4 separate regions of the Pan troglodytes genome follow, and regions 1, 3 and 4 are each linked to region 2. The links are chromatin contacts, called in public HiChIP or PLAC-seq maps. All regions are on one chromosome and are shown on one strand. The core of a region is the stretch at or near the end of the contact, and the rest is flanking DNA. Distances in the headings are between cores, read along the strand shown.

Region 1 (2,914 bases), core at 6-2,505, 510 kb after region 2:
TCATTACTTTTACATTATTATAACTGAATACATTGTTATGTTGTAAATGATTACAGCCTGGAATTGAACAGGGGGAAACGGAAGCAGTTGTTACAATCATTATCAATTTTAAAGTGAAGACTTCTTTTCTCTCTCTTTTTTTTTGAGACAGTCTCGCTCTGTCACCTAGACTGGAGTGCAGTGGCGTGGCGATTTCGGCTCACTGCAACCTCCACCTCCCGGGTTCAAGGATTCTCCTGCCTCAGTCTCCCGAGTAGCTGGGACTACAGGCACACACCACCACACCCGGCTAATTTTTGTATTTTTAGTAGAGACAAGGTTTCGCCATTTTGCCTAGCTTGGTCTCGAACTCTGACCTCGGGCGATCTGCCCGCCTCGTCCTCCCAAAGTGGGATTATAGGTGTAAGCCACCGCGCTCGGCTGAAGATTTCCTTCAAACCTTTCGTTCTACCTTATCATTTTCTTTAAAGTTTTAAAAAATTGTTATTTATTTATTATTTATTTTTTTAAGACGGAGTTTCGCTCTTGCTGCCCAGAGCTGGAGTGTAATGGCGCGATCTCGGCTCACAGCAACCTCCATCTCCCGAGTTCAAGCGATTCTCCTGCCTCAGCCTCTCGAGTAGCTGGGATTACAGGCGTGCGCCACACGCCTGGCTATTTTTTTTTTTTTTTTTTGAGACGAGTCTCGCTCTGTCGCCCAGGCTGGAGTGCAGGGGCGCGATCTCGGCTCACTGCAATCTCCGCCTCCCGGGTTCAACCAATTCTCTGCCTCAGCCTCCCGAGTGGCTGGGATTACATACAGGTGCCAACCACCAAGCCCGGCTAATTTTTTTGTATTTTTAGTAGAGACGAGGTTTCATCATCTTGGCCAGGCTGGTCTTGAACTCCTGACCTTGTGATCCACCCGCCTCGGCCTCCCAAAGTGCTAGGATTACAGGCGTGAGCCACCGCGCCCAGCCCACGGCTAATTTTTTTATTTTTAGTAGAGACGGGGGTTTCTACATGTTGGTCAGGCTGGTCTCGAACTCCGACCTCAGGGGATCCGCCCACTTCGGCCTCCCAAAGTGCTGTGATTACAGGCGTGAGCCACCGCGCCCGGCCCCCACCCTTTTTTTTTTTTTTTTTTTTTTTAAAGGAACAGGACTTGATCTTGATTCTACAATTACTTTCTCCCATACTCCCACTCCCGCCCAGAACAAGATAGCGACAGGCCCTAGCGGGCCACCGTCCACAGGGCGGATCCGCCAGAAGCTCTCCGCGACGCGAAGATCCACCCCCTGAGCCCCCGGCGCTCCCTCCGCCTCACTTCCTCCTCCAGGCTCCGCCCCGCGCCGGTGCGCCTGCGCACGGACGAACACGTGGCTGCAGCGGGGCCAGAGCAGCAATGGCGGCGGGCGGCGGCGGTAGCTGCGACCCCCTGGCCCCGGCTGGGGTCCCTTGCGCCTTCTCCCCGCACAGCCAGGCCTACTTCGCTTTGGCCTCTACCGACGGTCACTTACGAGTATGGGAGACGGCCAACAACCGGTTGCACCAGGAGTACGTGCCTTCCGCGCACCTCAGTGGTACCTGCACCTGTCTGGCCTGGGCGCCAGCGCGGCTGCAGGCCAAGGTAAAGCGAGCGGGACTGCGCGGGGCGGGCGCCTTCCCAGGCTCGGCTTCGGGCCTCCGGGCCGGGTGGCGCTTGGCCCGGCATCGCGCGTGGCTCTCAGCGGCCCGGGCCAGAAGGCTTGGAGGCGGCGTCGGCGCGTTCAGGGCCCAAGCCGCCAGCCCCGCGTGCGGCCTGCCGCGAGGGCAGTGAGGGAGGGCGCAGCTCGACCCGGCCGGCCTCGTATCCGAGCCCTGCCGGCTGGCCCCATGAGGCCTGGGCCCCACTGTTGACGGGCAGCCATGTTCGCCAAGTCCCCTGGTCCCCCTGGGGCGGCTTCCTTCTGCCGGGCCTTGGCTCATCAGAGTTCTGGTTTTTGACAGAGCCCCATCTTGGGACTATCTAACTTTCCTCTGTCTGTGATCTGGCTCATCAATTTTGCCCTGGGCAGTTGGTATGGACTAGTCTGTACTTGCTTCCGGACCTTCCCCCTCCTGCCCCCCCTTTGGGTGCCGGCTCACCACGTGTTCTCGTCCCGGTCCAGGTTGTGGGACTCTCAACTCTTGACTTTTGCCTTTCCCAGGCACCTCTACATTCTCAGCTTTTTGAACTCACTGCTTTTTGATTTTAACATCTGCTCGCCCCTCCCGCCCCGCTTTCAAGCCCATCACACTACTCCCCACCCACCCCAATCTGAAGTCTGCATTAGGATGTGGAGGTTAAGTGAAGTAGTAGCTTGATTTAGTGAATGTTTTATGAGTGCAGATGAAGTTACCCTTAGATGGAAAACTGCCGAGTTAGGCAGAGCTTTTCATTGTTAGGGACCCGTGTCAGGTAAATGCCTTTCACTGTTGAGTCACTCAGCTACATCTCTCTAACTCAGCATGCACGTGGTTATTGCATTTATAGAGTAGCCAAACCGAATCACTGCAAAGTGATTTGGAAACATCAGGTATCCTGAGGTGTGTGATGTGAGCTGTTTCAGTGTGGAGAACTGTAAAAGCTATTTAGGATAGATCTTACTCTCTCTGACGACCTGGGAAACCTGCTAAATTTTTGGGTTGGGTGAAGGGATACATATAAGTTGCTATACTTTGGGCATGTTTAGATATTTTTCAAATTTTAAGCTACATTTTCATAGTTTATCCTGTTGATTCATAAAATAAACCTATCAGGGCTTATAAGTCAAACATAAAACTAAAAAAAAAAAATCAGTTTTTATTGTTAAAATTACAGCGCTCTGCTTATCTTTTATTTTCAAAGTTTTCTATGGTTGTATTTTAACAGTCCTGTAAAGTGATAGTAATACTAATGCTGAGAGAAATACGG
Region 2 (2,964 bases), core at 172-2,671:
GGTGCACAGCGAGTTGTCTGCAATGGACTCTCAACACCTCTTAACATTGGGTCCTCATAAGGACCCTGTGGGGTACAGATGGCTGGCGCTACTTAAGAATTGGGTAAACTGAGGCTAACACAGACCCTGGACCAAAACCTAAGTTCCCTGACTTCCGCTACAGTACTTCTCCATTCACACACACCATCATCTCAGCGGAAGGATTGGAGCTCCAGAGCAGAGAAGGGCCTAAGGTCATGTCTCCAAACTCCTTCACTTTATAGGAGGAAACTGAGGCCCAGAGAGGTTAAGGAATTCGTCCAAGATCTCACAGCTCGTAAATAGCGTAGCCGGGCGTTCCTGCTCCAAGGTCTGTGCTCTGTACCCTGCGCCGCGCCCCTCTCAGCCCCGCCCAGCGAGGGAGGAGGACCCAAATGTCCGGCAACCCGCGCCCTGAACTTCGCTCCAAAACAGCTGAAGACGACAACGTTGGGGCACACCCTCTCGCTGGCTATTTTTTTTTTAAATTCGTAACAGTCTGGAGTTTGCTTATAAACGCCCGATTACTCTTATTAGATGCGTCCTAATTGCCCGGCGTACAGGGCGGCCGGAATGTCTTGACTGGTTAATTTCATCTTCAAGGCTACTCCTAACGAATTAACTGTAGGACCGAAAACATGAAAAACAAAAAACAAAAAGGGAAGCGGTAGGCAGACCGCCACGGAGGGAAAAATAGGCAGGCCAGCCCCGCCCGGCGCCGTGCCCCGCCAAGACCCGGCCGCAGGGCGGCGCGGGCACCCTGCGCGCCCGCTGCACTCGGCGGCGCCGCGGAGGGCGCCTACGACCGCGCGCAGCCGCGCCCTCCCTGCGAGCGGCTCTGCGCGCCCGGCTCCCGGCCTCCCGGTGGCGCCGCACCGAACCGCCCGTCTCGCCGTCAGGGCTGTGATTATTTTCTAAAATCCGGAGCTGAGACCCGCGCGGCCGCTCTCGGGGCCCCGCCCCGAGCCCCTTCCCAGGGCGGGGGAGAGGCCGCAGCGCACTCGGGAGCGGGCGAGGGAATCCCTCTCCCTCCACGTCACCCGAAAGCGAGGAAACCCGCACTCGCGTCCTCTAACGCAAATGACCATCTTTGGCAACGTGCGCCAATGGAACAGACCAAGGGCGCTGGGCCCGGGGGGTGAGCGGGGGACTGGGGAGGGCCGGGGCTGCCTCGGCGCCCCCGAACCGTGCGTGCCGCCCGCTCCCGCCCGGGCCACCGCCTGGCTTCCTCGCGCGGGGTGCGCGGTTGGCGTCAGCGCGGCCGGGAGCCGGGGCTGGGAGGGGAGAGCTGCGCCCGCCTCCTCCCCTCCCGCGCCTCTTCCTCCTCCGCGGCCTCCTCCCCCCGCCTCCTCGTGCGCTCCTCCCTGCAAGGTGGAGTCTGGGGTTGACGTGAGTGAATCCACATGGTACAGGGCTGGAGAATAAAGAGTGTGAGTTGAACTCGTGCCATTGTAGTGACTCATCTCGGGCAGAGCGCTAGGGCTCCGAGCGAACCAGCGAGAGAGCGAACGAGCGGCGCTCGGCGGGGACAGAAAGAGGGAGAGAGAGAGAGAGAGAGGGAGAGGCGCGGCCGGGCGAGGCGGGCCCGTCCGGGAGCGGGCTCCGGGGAAGGGGTGCAGGTCTGGGCGCCGGAGCGGGGAGCGGGGCCGCGTCCCTCTCAGCGCCAGCTCTACTTGAGCCCCACAAGCCGCTGTCCCCCCTGGCGCGCTCGGGGCCGCGGGACGGGCGCACGCCGCCTTCTCCTAGTCAAGTATCCGAACCGCCCCGAAACTCCGGCGGCGAGTCGGCCACGGGAAGTTTATTCTCCGGCTCCTTTTCTAAAAGGAAAAAACAGAAGTTCTCCCAGCGGACAGCTTTTCTTTCCGCCTTTTTGGCCCTGTCTGAAATCGGGGGTCCCCGGGGCTGGCAGGCCAGGCTCGCTGGGCTCCTAATCTTTTTTTTAATTTCCAATTTTTGATTGGGCCGTGGGTCCCCGCTGAGCTCCGGCTGCGCGCGGGGGCGGGAGGGCGCGCGCAGGGGAGGGACCGAGAGACGCGCCGACTTTTTAGAGGGAGGGATCGGGTGGACAACTGGTCCCGCGGCGCTCGCAGAGCCGGAAAGAAGTGCTGTAAGGGACGCTCGGGGGACGCTGTTCCTGAGGTGTCGCCGCCTCCCTGTCCTCGCCCGCCGCGGTGGGGGAGAAACCCAGGAGCGAAGCCCAGAGCCCGCGGCGCGGCCGGCGGACGAACGAGCGCGCAGCAGCCGGTGCGCGGCCGCGGCGAGGGCGGGGGAAGAAAAACACCCTGTTTCCTCTCCGGCCCCCACCGCGGATCATGTACCAGGATTATCCCGGGAACTTTGACACCTCGTCCCGGGGCAGCAGCGGCTCTCCTGCGCACGCCGAGTCCTACTCCAGCGGCGGCGGCGGCCAGCAGGTAGGTGCGGGCCCCGGTGCACCTGGCGGCGCGGGCGGACCCCTGCCCTCTTCTCGCCGCCACTGCCTCTTTTGCTTTCTTTTCTTTTTCTTGGCGAGAAAATACCTACGGGCCACCGTTGTAAGTTCTGGATTTTCGTCCTCCCCTTCCCCCCCACCCCCTTTTAAACTAGGGGATTGGGGAGTGGGCTTGAAGAGACAACATGCCCTTTTCCTCTCACATTATATTTTACCCAGATAAACTCCTGGAATTGTAGGCCCCCTACCAGGAGCCTGTTACCTCCTTCCAAGAACTACTCCCCCTCCCCCGTGTCTGCCCCCCCCCCACCCCTGCCCCGCGTCTTCTCTCTGGGTGGTGGACAGACAAGAAAATCTTTGCACCCACTGGCACCTCTCGACATCCTGGGACCCTATTCCTTCAGGAAAGCCCTCTTTCTCTCCTCCCCGTTCTCCATCAGTCTTAGCTCCTTTCTGAAAGGGGTTGGGGACCCAGAAACATGGTTGGACTCCTTCAAGTAATCTGGAGCGAGGGC
Region 3 (2,947 bases), core at 79-2,578, 510 kb before region 2:
AATTTGGTAACACAGCTTATAAATATTTTAAGGTAAGGTTAAATTGGTTACATGAAGACCCTAGACCTATTTTCTGAGTAGAATACAGGTGGTTTGGTGCAGCAATTTGGTGACTTATTTTGATTGTCCCAAAGCCTTTTTCTTTAGTTCCACGTTCTCTATTACCCTTTGGAAAAGCAACATTTCAGGACGAATGAGGTGTTACTGTAGTATACCTGATCATTTTTATAACACAAAGTAGCATTACAACTGAAAAGATATTCATCAAAAGACTGAACTGCAGTAATTGGAGTGGTAGGATTTTCTTGGAATATCTGAATTTATTACTACTTTTACAGTGAACATACATTACTTTTGTAATCAGAAAAGCTACCTTAATTAAAAAAAAAGAAAAATCAGAAGGATCTGTCTACTCAATCTTACTGACCTAACTCAACAATTTTCATTTGGCATATTTTCTATCATAATTTGATCATAGTTTTTAGAGGTTGTAAATACTGTGTTTATGTTTTTATTTTGATTCATACTTGGCTTGCTGAAAAATACGCTGTAAATATAAAATACTGCAGTAATGCCGACAATCAACATGGTAAAAGGTGACAGTCTTTTTGATTTCTGCTCAACTCATTATTTTATACAATAAGCTCAGACGAATAATACCCAATTTGGATAATGTTACGCTTGACAAAACACTTTACTTCATTTAGTCCTCACAACAACCCTGTGAGGTAGGCACATTCTCGGAGGTAAAATGACGTGGGCAAAGTTCCCTGGCTCGTTTGGGGAAAGGCTCAGCAGCCGGGCCAAGAAAGGTCTTTGGGGGCGCAAGTCTTTGGAGGGCAGGTCTTTGGGGAGCGCTTTGAGTAATATTAGAGCTTTCACTAAACCTTGGCCTCTTACGTCCCCTCCCCTGAGATTTACCTTTATATACTCAAGTTCTTTCATGCCAGGAAGGTAGGCTGAAGGCTTCGAAAACCTGCAGCTCATACCCAAAGCTAGCACTGTCTATCCCTGGAGACCCAGCGCCCAAGATTTCCACTGGGCGCATAGCGCACGGCACGCCTCCTCCCCCGAGCCGCAGACTGAGTAACTGGCCCCGGACTAACCTGACCAGGTCGGTCATGCAGGAGCCCACCACTACCACCGCCGCCACCTCCTCTTGCCACTGCCTCTGGGATTCCCCAGACGCCGCCATCGCTCAAAGGTGCTGCTGTCCAACCTGGACGGTGACCTCTGCCCTTTGCCCGACCCCGTAACCAGAGACGCCACTCCTGCCCTCCCTAACGACGCGGGCCTTTCAGACGCCTACGCGGGTCGCCCACCTGACTGCCCGAAATCACCCCGCCCACCAAGTGTCCCCTCTTCTTCCTGGAATAGTCTCCGTGCACAGCCTCACGTAACAGGGCCCTCCTGATATGGCGAGACTCCGCGCTCCTCGCCACTCACGGGGCAGGCGCTGAGGAAGGAACTGTCAGGCACCGCGGGGACGCCTTTCCGAGCGCCCGGCTCGGCGCGGCGCGGGGGCGCGCACGCCGCCCAGCTTCGGGGCCGCAGAGGGGGCGGGGCGGGACGTCCGGGGAGTGCGCACGCATCCTGCCCGCGGCGCGCGCGCAGGTCGGTGCGTCGGTCGGGGGCGCGCTCGGGTACCTGTACCCCACGTAGTCGCCGGTTACCGATCGGACTAAGTTCCAGGTACCTGGACTGGGGCTGGTGCGGGGAGGTTGGATCCCGAGTCGCACAGGTGGCGTGGAGAACTGTGGTTTAAATATGGCCAGGGGACTCGCCTCCTCTTCCTATGGAGAAGGCCCCCGTTCCAAAGATGCCCTTCTCATCCCCATCACGCTGATTCCCTCAAGAACGAGCCCCCAAGGCCAGAGGCGTCTCTTTCTCCATATCTGGCCCATCCCCTGGTCCCTGTAAACCCCGAGTATTAGTTCCTTGTTGCCTGATGAGGGGAATCATACAGTTTGGAAGAGGGGAGAGTGTCCCTTTTTAAGACGTCCCCTAGAGTGGGGTGGTCATTCTTCGGGTCTGAGCTAACTTGTTTTTCTCGAATGTTGCCCCTTGGGGGAAATTGCTTCCCCAGTGTAACTTCCCTCGTGCGCTGTATGACGTCGACGTGACGCAGCAGGATGCCACCCCTTTCCGTTCCATGACGTCAGCAGGGCACATGTTTCCGTGTTTGTCATCTCATTTTAATTGCAAGAACCTGGATGGTGCTTTAGACGTCTTTGTAATCCCCAGGTCTCTCATCAAAGGACCTTTTGTAACTTTATTTTGGGGTAGCAGACCCTTGCAAAAATTGTAATTTTGCATTGCCCTTTTGCAATACGTCAAAATCAGGAAATACAAATTGCAGGAGTAGCATTCAGGGGACTCTGACCACCGTAAATGTTTGTATATCTGGGGTGTGTTATAGTGCTGCCATGCGTAAGAGTTACTACCGGTGGTGACTCCCTGTCCATGTACCCGGTTCACTGCACCAAAGGACCAGTGTTTTTGGCTAAGTGACTTCTGATTTTGGAGTCACTGTATTCCACTCCCCACCCCACCCCCCCCTTTTTTTTTAGAGAAGTCACACCTCCTCATGGTTGAAATAGATTTTAATACTGCGTGAAACCTTGCACTGTTAAAACATAGTATTATGGCTGCCCTGGAAATAAAGAGAATTCATTCTCTAAGGTGTCATCCTAAAGTCACGACCGTTGCTGAATTAGAATGTATTGTTGTCACTTAGTATGGTTTGGCTTCTAGAGCAAGGTTGTTCCCTTTAACATTTGACTAGTGAATCACTCAGACCAGGTTCAGCAGTAGGTCAACAATAGTCCAGTTTGTTTTTAGTGGTAAAGCAATCATTTGTTTAAATTTGTTACTTTTTGTCTGTTCACATTTTATAAGATATACGCTTTACAAAATCACCTTGATGCTTTTCTCTTTGGTGATAGAA
Region 4 (2,864 bases), core at 150-2,649, 370 kb after region 2:
TGTAAACTACGTTAAATCCTTTCCTCTGGAATAAAGTAGGGTGTAAATAAATTTAACAAAACAACAAAGAGTGATGATGAGCCAGGTCTTCACTCCTGAAGGCCTCAAAACGAACTGGCAGTGATCTGTGAAAACTACAGAGAACTGCCAGTTCATCTCCACAGATTACTGCAGTCTGTGAAAACTACTCCAGCCAGGACCACCATTATAGCCTGCTGCCTGTTGTGTTCACAATCGATGCACAAACTCAATCCTGAAATGGAGAGAAAAATAGGGGAAAAAAGACATTAGGAAATCCTAGCTCTATGTCATCTGGACACTAGAAAGCACTTGGTTGGACAAAGCTTTTTCTCCCCCACAGCACATGCCTGTTTCAGCATCTCAGCCCACATTCACGGAGAGGGAGAATATAGCAATTGTTAAGAATGCAGACTCTAGCACTACATGCCTGGGTTTGAATCCCAGCTCTGCTGTTTATTTGTGTGATTTGGGCTAAGTTTTTTAACCGTCTGTGCCTCGGTGAATCCCATCTACAAAGTAGAGATAATAATAGTACCTACCTCACAGGGCAGTTGTAAGGATTAAATGAGGTAACCCGGGTGTAACATTTAAAACAGTGGCAGAGTACATACAGGGATCTGAACAAATGTTAGCTACTATTAGTGATATGTGAGTGGGGGAAGCACACTGCCTTGGACTTGAGGCAATATCAAGTCTGAGTTTCTGGAAAAACACTTGTGGAATAAGTAAGGGCTGGCCACCTCCTAAAACCGGACAAAAGATCTGGCTTGCCTAGATCCTTAGCGTGACTGCTTCTCCTCCTGCCTTTCTAGAGGCAGTATTACGTGATGGAAATACTTGGTGGGTGCTGTGGGCACAAAGATAAGTTAGTGTGTTTTTATCCCCTAGGAGCTGAGTCGAGAGTAGGAGAAAAATGCATAAATAATTACCAGGTAGGATGATTAAGCAATATACTGGAGGCAGCAACAGAAACACACCGTGGAAAAAAGATACCCACGGCGTGGATGAAGATATGAGATGTGTGAAAGCGCTAGACACAGGCAGCCATCTGCACCCATGTAAAACTGGATTATTGCGGACTCCTACAAGGCCCACTTTAACGCTTCTTTCAACCAGAATCCCTGCAGAACTAATTTTGTAGAACCGCCGGGGATAAAGACCTTTATTTGCAATGTCGAACTCCAGCAGAGTAACCCCTTTTGCTTTCCACACGCGCAAACCCGGGTCCCAAACGCTGCAGTTCGCGTTTCCCGGCTAACGGAAGAAACACGAGGAACTGTTTGCAGATCTAGGCGATGAAGCCAAAAAACGGAAAGCGAGGTCGAAAGGGCGCAACCACCACGTCTGGAGGAGGCCAGTGAAGTAGAGAAAGGGGAAGGTCAGCCCAGCCCCAGCGCGCTCTGCGTAACCGGGACTTCCTCCGCGCGGCAAAGCCGGGGAACCTCCCTGGCGCCTGCGCCACCGCGGCGAGACTCGGCGCCGTGGACGTGGAGAGAGGGCGACGCACCTGCGCGAAGACGGCAACGGGAAAAGCCGCTCCAGTGCGGTTGCGCGGCGGCCCAGGCGCCGAGGGGAGCCTCGGCGGGGAGCGCGCCGCGCGCCTGCGCGGAGAGCTGCGTGACGCGGCGGCGCGCAAGGGACGTGCGGAGTGAGTGGCGCTGCGGGTGGGGCCGTCGGCGGCGCTGGTGAGCTTTGCGGAGCTGGGCGGTGCCGAGGAGGAGGAGGTGGCGGCCTGGGTCTGACGCGGCCCTGTTCGAAGGGGCCTCTCTTGTTTATTTATTTATTTTCCGTGGGTGCCTCCGAGTGTGCGCGCGCTCTCGCTACCCGGCGGGGAGGGGGTGGGGGGAGGGCCCGGGAAAAGGGGGAGTTGGAGCCGGGGTCGAAACGCCGCGTGACTTGTAGGTGAGAGAACGCCGAGCCGTCTCCGCAGCCTCCGCCGCCGAGAAGCCCTTGTTCCCGCTGCTGGGAAGGAGAGTCTGTGCCGACAAGATGGCGGACGGGGAGCTGAACGTGGACAGCCTCATCACCCGGCTGCTGGAGGGTGAGTGCGCGCCTGGCCGCGGGACAGAGGGAGGTCGGGCACCGCCGCCGACCCCTGCGTCCCCCTCTGCCGCCGGAACGCGAGGGGACCCCTTTCCCGCCCCGAGACGAGTCTCTGGGAGCGCGGCGCGGCGGACGAACCGAGGAGGGGGCGAGGAGGCTCTGGGCGCGGGGGAGCGGCCTCTGGGAGCGCGGTCAGGGGAGATCGGGGGAGAGGGGGCCGTTCCCGCGGACCCTCGGGGGCCAGGCCCGCCGGCCGAAGGCTGTGCGGAGCGGGTCTGCGGGCGACAGCCTTTCGGAAAGGCCGCCGGGCTCCGCGCGCCGTGGTGCTCGCCTCCGGTGACCCGAGGATGGGGAGAGGATGCCTGCCCTGCCACCGGGCTTTGTGCGTCCGTGGAATCACTGTTCTTCTCTGTTCTCTTTGTGCATTGCCCTTGGCTGCCTCCGATTGTCGTTCCGGGAGTGAATTTTACGTATATATATAAAAACCTGTCCTTAACAGGACTGTTTCGTCTGCTCTGCATTTTTACACAATGCTATATAGAATGGATTGTTCTTAAAGAGAGGATAAAATTAGCGGGAATTAATCTACCGTTTGTTACTTGGCCTAAAAAAATTGTAAGACAAAATATTTGCTCAGGTTGAAGATGCACGTCAGAAATGTGATGTATGTAGATGGGTTTGCTGAAGGGATTGGCTTTTGCATTTGATTTGAGCAGAGCTTAATTTCTGCACAAACTTAGTGAAAATCTATTTTTAAAGCCTGTCTTGTATTCGAAAGGTATTTGCAGGTCTACGCAGCA

What was found. HiChIP or PLAC-seq counts read pairs in DNA pulled down with a chosen protein or histone mark.
Region 1: a contact with region 2 is called in an H3K4me3 HiChIP or PLAC-seq map of stem cell-derived excitatory neurons, with 2.2 times the contacts expected there. The contact joins the promoter of WDR43 here to the promoter of FOSL2 in region 2. A contact is called at or near these places in 1 of 7 Hi-C or Micro-C datasets (stem cell-derived neural progenitor cells) and 1 of 1 datasets of contacts at active chromatin or transcription factors (stem cell-derived excitatory neurons).
Region 3: a contact with region 2 is called in an H3K4me3 HiChIP or PLAC-seq map of stem cell-derived excitatory neurons, with 13 times the contacts expected there. The contact joins the promoter of RBKS here to the promoter of FOSL2 in region 2. A contact is called at or near these places in 2 of 7 Hi-C or Micro-C datasets (blood and stem cell-derived neural progenitor cells) and 1 of 1 datasets of contacts at active chromatin or transcription factors (stem cell-derived excitatory neurons).
Region 4: an H3K4me3 HiChIP or PLAC-seq map of stem cell-derived excitatory neurons shows a contact between it and region 2, with 3 times the contacts expected there. The contact joins the promoter of PPP1CB here to the promoter of FOSL2 in region 2. A contact is called at or near these places in 1 of 7 Hi-C or Micro-C datasets (stem cell-derived neural progenitor cells) and 1 of 1 datasets of contacts at active chromatin or transcription factors (stem cell-derived excitatory neurons).

Annotation. Positions count from the first base shown.
Region 1 is chr12:93,952,025-93,954,938 of NHGRI_mPanTro3-v2.0_pri, reverse strand. WDR43 (WD repeat domain 43) reads left to right here and starts at 1,255. Exons shown (of 18, transcript XM_515377.8): 1 at 1,255-1,609. The coding sequence starts at 1,385.
Region 2 is chr12:94,462,289-94,465,252 of NHGRI_mPanTro3-v2.0_pri, reverse strand. It overlaps FOSL2 (FOS like 2, AP-1 transcription factor subunit), which reads left to right and starts at 1,421. Exons shown (of 4, transcript XM_009442218.5): 1 at 1,421-2,432. The coding sequence starts at 2,331.
Region 3 is chr12:94,969,933-94,972,879 of NHGRI_mPanTro3-v2.0_pri, reverse strand. RBKS (ribokinase) reads right to left here and starts at 1,328. Exons shown (of 8, transcript XM_003308943.7): 1 at 1,107-1,328. The coding sequence starts at 1,195. The region is part of intron 1 of BABAM2 (BRISC and BRCA1 A complex member 2); the gene reads left to right.
Region 4 is chr12:94,096,043-94,098,906 of NHGRI_mPanTro3-v2.0_pri, reverse strand. PPP1CB (protein phosphatase 1 catalytic subunit beta) reads left to right here and starts at 1,399. Exons shown (of 9, transcript XM_063789201.1): 1 at 1,399-1,669; 2 at 1,924-2,062. The coding sequence starts at 2,011.